Linked DNA regions of Lactuca sativa: region 2 is linked to region 1. Evidence: chromatin contacts called from public Hi-C data. All regions are on one chromosome and are shown on one strand. Each heading gives the region's core, a stretch centred on a gene start, on an enhancer-like site or on the middle of the called end of the contact. The rest is flanking DNA. Distances are from core to core; before and after follow the strand shown.

The links. A called contact is a pair of places that touch in the nucleus more often than the background predicts.
Region 2: a Hi-C map of leaf shows a contact between it and region 1, with 8 times the contacts expected there. The contact joins the promoter of LOC111881465 here to the promoter of LOC111920535 in region 1. A contact is called at or near these places in 2 of 4 Hi-C or Micro-C datasets (both in leaf).

The regions. Positions count from the first base shown.
Region 1 is chr5:124,104,218-124,109,379 of Lsat_Salinas_v11, forward strand. It overlaps LOC111920535 (protein indeterminate-domain 12), which reads right to left and starts at 3,579. Exons shown (of 4, transcript XM_023916120.3): 1 at 3,365-3,579; 2 at 2,875-3,219; 3 at 2,273-2,672; 4 at 310-1,373. The coding sequence starts at 3,079. The coding sequence ends at 434.
Region 2 is chr5:124,390,950-124,395,837 of Lsat_Salinas_v11, forward strand. LOC111881465 (UDP-galactose/UDP-glucose transporter 7) reads left to right here and starts at 2,461. Exons shown (of 7, transcript XM_023877856.3): 1 at 2,461-2,809; 2 at 3,550-3,655; 3 at 3,818-4,063; 4 at 4,307-4,417; 5 at 4,518-4,676. The coding sequence starts at 2,778.

The DNA of each region.
Region 1 (5,162 bases), core at 2,329-4,828:
GGCGGTATAATTAATGGACTGAACCAGTTGATAATATTTTGAGAATTGGACCTCAAAATTATAAAAATGACAAGGTTTTGAAGCATAAACTTGTTCTGATTTACAGCATAATTGGAGAAATAGCTAGATCATGTGGTGGTTTGTTATTAATTACAGCAAAAAGAACTTCTTTTCCTTTCCCTTGTCCATATATGTTTTGTTTCTTTAAAGTTGTCAGGACTACTCATAGTGTAGAACAACTGTAATATTTGAAATACTCGAAGCATTCATAGCTTTCAGATATTTCAAATCCGGAACCATGCAAGAAAATTGAAAACTGGGCTCATGGTTCATTACTAAAAACAAGTTTAAAAAGCAAAAACTAGCTAGGAGAAAAGAACTAAAAGGGAACCATAAATGATGGGTATTTCAATTTCATCTCTATCCAAACTAGTTAACCTTGCCATGGTATTTGGTTTTGACTGTGGTTCTGGTTCGTATTCAGCTGATGATAAGGTGAAGAAGTGTTCATATGTTGAAGACCCGCCATGCTAAGAAAATGGTGATCAGTAGGAGTAGGAAATCCTCTAAGACCCAAAAAATCTCTCGTCAACTCATCGTTTAGACCCGCACCTTCTTTACGCTTGTTCAAAACCGTTTCTGCTGAAGCTGGTCCTTGTGGGAAGAGCTCTTGCTGGTAGCCATTCTGATCTTTTTTTGTAGAACTGAGCATGCCATTGAAGACTTCCTGGATGTTGGTTGACCCTACGGTTGTAGATGTCAAGGAACTGGGGTGAAGCAGTTGGTCCATGCAACCAGTGCTGACGTTAGGAAACCCACTGCTTGCTTCAAACATCCCATGATGATTATCGCTTGCAGACAAATTTGCTAGGGCAGAAGCATTATGATGATGATGATGAGGAGGAGACGAAAGTAGAGGTGCACACATGTGATCACGCTGAAGAGCTTGGTGGGACCCACTTAAAATAATGGACTGTTGTTGTTGTGACATGGAAATGACAGCAGCAGAAGGAGCTGTGCAAGGAGGTGGAGGTGCAGGATTGCTCATGGTTACGCCCATCTGAGCAGCCTTTTGCAGCAAAGCAGTGGCAGACATGTGAGAAGAAGGAGAAGGAAGGTGAAGATTACTACTGTTTGGGCTAGGGTTTTGTTGTTGGTGATGATGATCTAACCATGATGGTAACTGATGTGGACTACTTGACCCAACATTGAAGTTCAGTTGAGGGTGTTGGAGGAGATGATGTGGTTCGGCTTTGAGTGGGAAATTGATAGGTAAATGGAGAGGAAGGTTGTTTAAGGATGATGATGATGATCTTCCAGTCTCTTCTGCCAAAGCATCACAAAAGGCTCTATGAGTGATGAAGCTGTCCCTCCTGTGGTAGAGTACCAATAGACAAACAAATAAGAACAAATTTTAATGAATCATTAGTTATACTTTCAAAAATAAAAAATATTTTAATTTCTAGCAAATTGTGAAAATAACAAACTATCACTTTACATGATAAGTTTTGTCTAGTGATCTTGATTAATATGTACAGACTGAACTTTGATAGTAAGATTAGAAATTCATTTTTAGTTTCTAGTGTGTGCGTGTCATTATGAGGAAATGGAACAGTTAATTAATTTCTTTAATAACTGCCACATCTAGCTAGTATATATATTAAAAAATAAAATTGCATGTTTGGTGATAACTTTTTGTTATTTCCCTACATTTGTTGTGTAGATCATTTATACTAAGAGAATGTAAGTTGCAATACATAAATATATGTGTTCAAAGTGTAATACCGATTAGTATAAATTGGTTTTGTATTGCAACGGAATAGGTTAATTTCATGTGATATGATATAGCATCTTATTTAAAATAAGTATGCCCGACAACAGCTCACATGCTTGGTCTTTTCACCTCAAAAATAAGCTTACAAATAAGCAGTGAGGTGACGCATATACATGAGAAGACGTGCCATGTCATGATCGTGGGACATATCCACTGTTAATCAAATTCGTTTTGAGTTTGAACTTGAGACGTACATATACGAAAAGCCTTAAAGATTTTAAGGATGCATTTCTGAAAACCCTTGTTTGTCGACAAAAAAAAAAACTGAGAATCTTGTACTAATTAATTGAACTATGATTAGAGTAATTACGACGTACTTTTTTATGTCATTTACTGTTGGCCTCGTGAAGGTCTTGGAGTTTCTTTGTTATTAGATTCTATATCTTTTCCTTTATCAAGAAAAAAAAAAAGTATATATTGATTACTAGTTGCTATTACCTTGAAAAAAGGGTACCACAATCACATCGATATTCCCGTGTGCCACAGATCTTGGAATGAGCTTTCCAATCAGACTGAACAGCATAGCGCTTTGAACACTTCTCACATTTCCATTTCTTCTCACCGTGTTTTCTTGAGAAGTGCTTCTTGATGCCTGTAAGATCGCCAAGTGCTCTCGATGGTTCATGGTGCACACAACTTGGCTCTGGGCACACATACACCTTCTTCTTTACCACCTCCAGTTTTGATTTTTGCTTTAGTTTCCATGGCAGATTATGTCCTCTTCTATGTAGCTGAAGATTCTGGTCTCTTTGAAACCCTTTGTTGCAAATCTCGCATAGGAATCTGTTAGTTGCCATAAGAGATTTTGGAGACAAAGCTACCACCTCAGCTTCTGGATCTTTTTTCATTCCAAAAATAGAAAGTATCAGTATTTTGTAAACACATTGCAAATTGATTCTATGAAAAAATGATTAATTATCAGGTTCTTGATACAAAGAAAACTGCATGCTTCATATTTGAAATTATGAAAAAGTTTTTAAATAGTAAGAAATTAATAAAAGTTTGTAATAAGTATATATATACGTATCTAATAATTATACCTGGATTGCCAGGAAGATTCCTCTTTTTCTTGTTTGATTGAGTTTGGTTGGTGGTAGTGATTGGCACAGAAGCATAGGTCTGCTGCATCTGTGGTGGAGGGTACATAGTACCAATTTCATTCCTGTTGCTTGATGAAGATAGGCTTGCTTCAGTTGATGCAGATGTTAAATTTGAGATATCGTCATCCAAAAAGATGCCCTTCATATCTTTCTTTCTCTCTCTATCTCAATAATTAAAGAACTGGAATTTTATTTTTTCTTTGTTTCGTGTTATGTATTAAAGATAAACTGATGAAAGACGGATCAACTTTTTTACTACCATACAGATCTGAACAACGAGAAACCCTAAAAGGAGAAAAAAGAACAAGAAACAAATGATTAGTCCAGGTTCGTTGACGTTCTTTTTAGGTTAGATTACAAAAGGTAGCTAGATGAACCAAAGAATAAGTTAGAGAGCTGCAAATAACAATTAGAAGTGAAAAGCTCAAACCTGACAGTTAGAAAAACTTCTCCAGAGAATAACAAACTCCACAAGATGATTCAACACAAGAATCCACACACTTGAGTACAAATTAAGATACCTTAACTAAAGACAACCAAATTCGTACAAGTAGTGAAAAAGTTCAAGTGTGTGTGTGTGTGTGTGTGTGTGTGAGAGAGAGAGAGAGAGAGAGAGAGAGAGAGAGAGAGAGAGAGAGAGAGAGAGAGAGAGAGAGAGATGTGGATGAGAAGATATGTTTAAGATGGACCTCTTTCTAGCTAGCTCCAACCCATCAAACTGAAACCAAAAAGGCAACATGAGGAGGAGGGCAGAGAGGCAATGTTTCTGACGTTACAAAAGTTTGTCCTATTCTTTGTTTTCTTCTGAATTTAGAGATATTACTACTTAGCATTATTGATTTTGCTTTTAGGGGTATCTACTAATCTTTTTTGTGGGAATTACTACTTTGTTTTCCCCTGTATACATAAATATATGTATATATATGAGTACCCAGTACCCATTTGCATCATTTCCGTCACCCTTTCTATCCTTCTAAAGGTTGAAGAAAAAAAACCCTAATTAGGTTTATTGAACATTATGTTTTTTGAAGGGAGTAATATTAAATTAAATTAGGGGAGTGAGCTTTTTCGATGGTAAGTGAGAAGTGATGGTTAACACGTTAGGATTGTATTAGCAATTCATGGTGCATAAAATTGAATAGTGAGGAAGTAATTAAGAGGTAACACTGCATGGAGTGTAGCATGAAATCAAATACATAATAAGGACACATTTATATATGTAGCCTAAACTATGATTAACTGGCCGGTCTTGTGTGATGCTTTCCAAAGATAAAATGAGTGACATCAATGATGTCAGGCTGACGTACCAGATTTTCCAATCTTCTTTCTTTTTTTAACAACAGGCCGACGTACGAGATGCAAGGTCAAGCAATGCCGAACTACAAGAGATAATTTCATTTTACGGATTTTTTTATCTATGTAAACAGTCTTCAGGCACTAGAACAAATACTGGTCCACGCCTCAGTGAAACTGATCAGCCTAAAAGGTAACTAGCAATTCAAGAAATTCATGGTTTATATATGAAAAAAAAATTGCAATGGCCATATTCGTTTCTTGAAAATGTTATTTTCCAGAGTGAATTTGAGGGTATTAATACATAAACGGGAACCATGATCATTGTAGAGTAAAAAAAATGGAGGATAATTTGGCACTTACGATTGCAATAGAATCTCATATTAGTAAGGGTTTAAGATTTGTCGACAAGCTGCAAGTCAAGAGTCAACTTCAATATAATAAACCTTTAATAATTGCGAGGGCCGGAACTATCCCTCACCAATAAGTTCACAGTTTTTTTTTTATTCGAATAGGATATTCACATAGCGTACTACTACAAAAACGCGGTCATTTCCTACGGCCTTTTGTGTTGGTTTTCCCTCCGTAAAGGTTATTTCACGGAATCCACTCTGTGGGATAACATCTTGTGGGTAAGTAGACGACGGATTTCCAACGTAATTACTGAGGACACTCTTTGAACTTCTCTACCTTGTTTGATCACATCACCGACGGCCTTTCCGACGGATTCCGACATACATTTTTAGCAACCGATTATTGACATACACCTTTACGGATGGATTTCCGACGGAGTTTTTTTAAGTTGTTTGACTTTGTTGAACTACTTTCCGGCAACCTTTTTTTACTTTCCATGACATAGTCACTAATCCATTGGTAACAGTACCTGAAACATAAACTGAAAACCGTAAGCACAAAGCTTAGTGAGTTCCTCAAAT
Region 2 (4,888 bases), core at 1,211-3,710, 290 kb after region 1:
CTAAGCGTATTGGGCTCTTTGGCTGTACGCGCGGTGTACCGATTGGTATGCCCAACATAAAAACGGAATAAGCACATCCTCCATTAAGTTCTTAATGCATGAAGATCTTACGTTCCAAACTCAGATTTAGGTCGTTTGAAGAGTCCTAAGGCATAAAGTTGGCAACTTTATGCCTTTCCATGCCCAATATGCTCCCAACAACTCTTTCAAACCCATTAAGACCTTTCCAAGGGTCTTAACTCATGCATGGAGTCAAAACAACCAACAAGTCTGCATTTTTATGACATGAACAAGCTAAAGGACCTTAGATCTACCCTTCCTAATCTCTGGAGTTGCCCAAACTCCCAAGAGATGATTTATGAACTCAAAAGAGGACTAAATAGAAAACCCTAGCTACATAAACAACAAGGATTAGCAAGGAGGAAGCTTTTTACCTCGACAAGCTTCCTAAGCTGCTCTATATGCAAGATCCAAAAGCCTTTCCATCGTTCAAGCTTTCTTCCACTTCTTCCCTTTTGCTAATACACTAAGAATGAGGTATTTGAGGCACTCACAAGCTCAAGAAACACACACAAAGGATTTTAGGGTTTTAGGGACGTTTGAGAGTGATGAAGGCTGGCTAGGGTAAGGTTTAAATGACTTAAGGTTGTTTAAATTGGTCATAAGTCCGGAAGTTAGGGTTTTGGTCATCTTCCACGTACGCCTGCGAGTACCTTCTCGTACGCCCCACATATGTGGTTCACCTCCACGATCATTCTTCCTCAATATGCTAAGCGTACTCATAAGTACGCCCAACGTACGAAAGGGACCATTTTTGCAAAGTAGTTTCATTTAAAGGGAAAGAAGGTTGATTACCTGGATTGGAGTGTTACAGTTTTTGGTTTCAAGAACTCAAAAAATCATTTGTGTAAGTGTGTTCAAGAATTGAAGAAATTGTGTTATTGGTCCAAAACAAACACAAACCTATGACTTAAGATCTAAAATTGCGTTTATGGTGAAGCAAATTTTTGATTTTGTCATTTTCATTCTTGAATCTGGTAATTGAGTTCCAAAAGTGACCATTGGTGAGAAAAACCTCACAGGTCCGATTTGGTTCAGATCTACCATGGTTCGTGTTCTTGACAAAGAGATCTTGAAACGATATTTTCAAGATCATACCTCTTATTAATCATCAGAAATGGGACAAATTTGATCAGAAACAGGAACCCTAAGTTTTATATTTTTTTCTTCTTCCAGATGAAGCAAGAACAGGGATAACATGATGTGGCTCAACTTGATTCACTGTAAGGCTATCACCTTCCATTACCTTAACAAGCCTCGCTCCCCTTTTCTTCCACATAAAAATATGCCCACATATGATCTACTCATAAGATACTTACAATTCGACCCAAAAAACCAACTCATTTAACTGCTAATGAATTCATATGTCCACAATATGTTTGTGGATCTTCCAAATTATCCAAATTCGAGATCGAAAGGAGAATCATTGAAAAGAAATTAGTAAAGACATTTGGTATTCAACCAGTTACCTCGAGAATAAAGCAAAATACTGGAATTTGAAGAGAAACATATGAATTATGAAGGCCGACAAAGGATGATGTCTCCAACGGTGATCCTTGAAGACGAGCATGCTCTTGACCCGTCTTCAAAGAAGACGAGCGAACGCTTCTCATCGTCAGCTTTGTGATTGGAAAGTTGAGTTTGGGTGAAACCAATATGCAATCAACAAGCTTTTGGACCTTCGTTTTTTTTTTTCACAATATGAGAGGTGATAGAATATTTTTCCAGAAGAGAGCAAGTTTGAGTGCCTAGTTAGCAAGTTTTAATAAACAAAGCCAATAATTCATTAAAAATCGTCTATTGTAGGTCGTAAGCCTTTTTTAACAGATACATATCAAGTTTATGCCTTTGAAGTACTAAAAAAAACATAAAGGACATTTTAAACCAAAACCTAATAGTTAGTGGGGCTTCTATGATACATCTAGATACCAAACACACAAATTACCCAAACCACAAGGACAATTCGCGTAATTTACTCTTACCTTTTGTTATGTTCATATCTGGGTAACTATTTTTTATTTGTACACATCTAGGTAACGAACGTTTTTTAAAGTGTTCACATATGACCATTATGACTTGATGGAACCTACTACAGCCGATCATAATGGTCATATGTGAACATTTTCAAAAAGTTCGTTACCTAGATGTGTACAAAAAAAAATAGTTAAATGTTAACAAACCAAAAAGTTAATTACGTTAATAATTCTATTTCTCTATCTTTTACCCGCATATTAACATTTATTTGTTAACAATAATTATAACGAATAATCAAATGACCTTTAGCCTATCGGTAAGAAATAACTTTTTCAAATAGAATTATAGATTTGAGTATCATCCACCCGTAAACATGACGGTGTTTATGATTAGATTAAGAATCAATTTTAGCGAATAAGTCTTTGACATATTTTGGGAGATCCAACGACAATCCCAAATCCCCAAACGCGCTCCTCTTCACAGCCAGCTGGTCAACCCCAGCCCCAAAGTGGGTTTTCAATTATGGAGAAAACCCCAATTACTTGACTATGACAAGCGAGAAATCCATTTTCTACAACTACTGCAATGCAGGCAACAAATTCAATTTACTTTTACTGGATAGAATAAAACCCTTTGCATCTTTAAATGATTAAACCGTTTTACCTTCCTTCCCCCTTTCATTCAAATTTGGTGAATTTTCCCTCATAGTATCAATTATTTCTTCGTAACTGTAAATCCGCACCATGGACAAAGATACGACGCCTCCGTATCTCAGGTCAGTTGGTTCCTTTCCAGTTTTTTCGATCAATTGCAAGTTTATCTTATTATTTGATGTATTGGGATCTTCTGTTTTTTCTGTTCTATTAAATAATGTTCTCAGATCAGATCTTTTGGTGTAGTAGTACAGTTCATGTTTATTTCTGCGGATTTACTGTTGCGTTTAGGAATGTATGTGATTGTTGCTTGTAGATTTAATTTATAGTTGATCAGGTAAGAGCCTTCATGTTAGTAGCACAAGTGGATTTCTTTTTTAACTGATTTGTGAACTGAGCTTCTAATAACTAAACGAATCTCTAGATCTAGAGAGAGAAACTGGTCCTAACACGTACGAATAACAACAGCTGACCAATAGTCCTAACATGAATGTGCTCGTTTCCAAATTTGTAGATAAAATGTCAAAATGTGCAACAATTCACTAAGTAGCATAGGGTTTATAAACAACTGTCTAATTGAAAATAGGTGACATTTCCCCATTGCTTGCTAAACAGGAGTAAAAACAGCTCAGTTTCAAGTAAATGCATATACTAATCAAATCATTTTGTTGAGATTTTCTATGTCAGATTTTCAGATGAAGTACAAGATCTTTGAACTTAAGATGCCAACTTTTAGCAAGGAGTGTTATTAATGTAGATGAATTGTATAAGCTATAAAGATTTTTACTTTTGTTTGTGTGTTATCTGTTTGTTTCTTTGGAATATCGAGGCTTCTTATAACATATGCTCATCCACCATGTAGTTTATTTGCTGCATTATCATATGGAATTGCATCAATGGCCATGGTTTTCATAAACAAAGCAGTTGTCATGGAGTATGCATTTTCCATGACTCTCCTTACCTTACAGGTAACTAAAAAATACATTTACCTTTCGCAATATTTTTCATTTTATCATGTGCAAAATACAGAAACACACTTGTACTATTTTATCGATTTAACCACTAAACTATTATAATAACTTGTTGTTTACAATTTACAAAGTCTTAAGATTGTTTTGGAAATGTTTCAGCAAATGGCAACTGCATTGCTTATACACTTTGGAAGAATAATGGGATGGACAAGAGCAAAACCACTAAATGTTGACACTGCAAAAAAGCTTATACTGGTTTCACTATTTTACAATGGAAATGTGGCTTTTGCTTTAGCAAGTTTGAAAGGAGTCAATATTCCAATGTACATTGCTATAAAACGACTTACGCCTCTAGCTGTATTAATCGCTGGACTTTTTTATAAAAAGGGGAAACACTCAAAACAGGTAATTCTGTTGCATTCCATTTCCATCATGTATATTCGTTAGCTGAATTTTGTTGTTTATAAATATGACAAATAGCAATGTAATTTCTGATCATATACTTTCATTTTTTTTTCTATTGCAACATTATAGCAGTGAAAAATTACTTTGTATTTTGATAACATTTCCATAATTAGGTAGATTTTTCAAATGACAATGTTTTGACCTGATTGGCAACTAATTTTTTTTTTATTATTATCTTTTCAGGTAATTCTTTCAGTATCACTAACTGCTGCAGGGGTAATGATTGCTGCACTTGGAGATTTTTCTTTCGACATGTTTGGATATATGATGGCTCTTATTTCTGTCTTCTTCCAGGTGAGATTATGCATTTAGGGTTTATGGAATTCTGTTGTAATTTAATTATTCAGTACAATGTAGAAATGACATTTATAATAATTTCATATACATTATACAGACAATGTACCTAGTTTTGGTAGAGAGATCTGGTGCAGAGGATGGACTTTCATCGATTGAAATCATGTTTTACAACAGTCTTCTTTCCTTGCCATTCTTGGCGTTTCTCATAATAATTACTGGAGAATTCCCAAGTTCAATCTCATTATTATATGCAAAGGTCAGAATCTCCTTACGTGTTTATATTTAGTGTTATGAGAAGCCTTTAATTCTTGACATTATTTGGTAAATAACCAAAAAGTTAATTGGTTCTTTTCCCCCCCATTAAGTGTTGTCTGGATGAAGTGCTATATGATAAATGATGTTAAAAGTTAGGACTTGATGAGAAACCCTAATTTCCATCTTCTTTCTGCAACAAGTCAGAAAGAAACA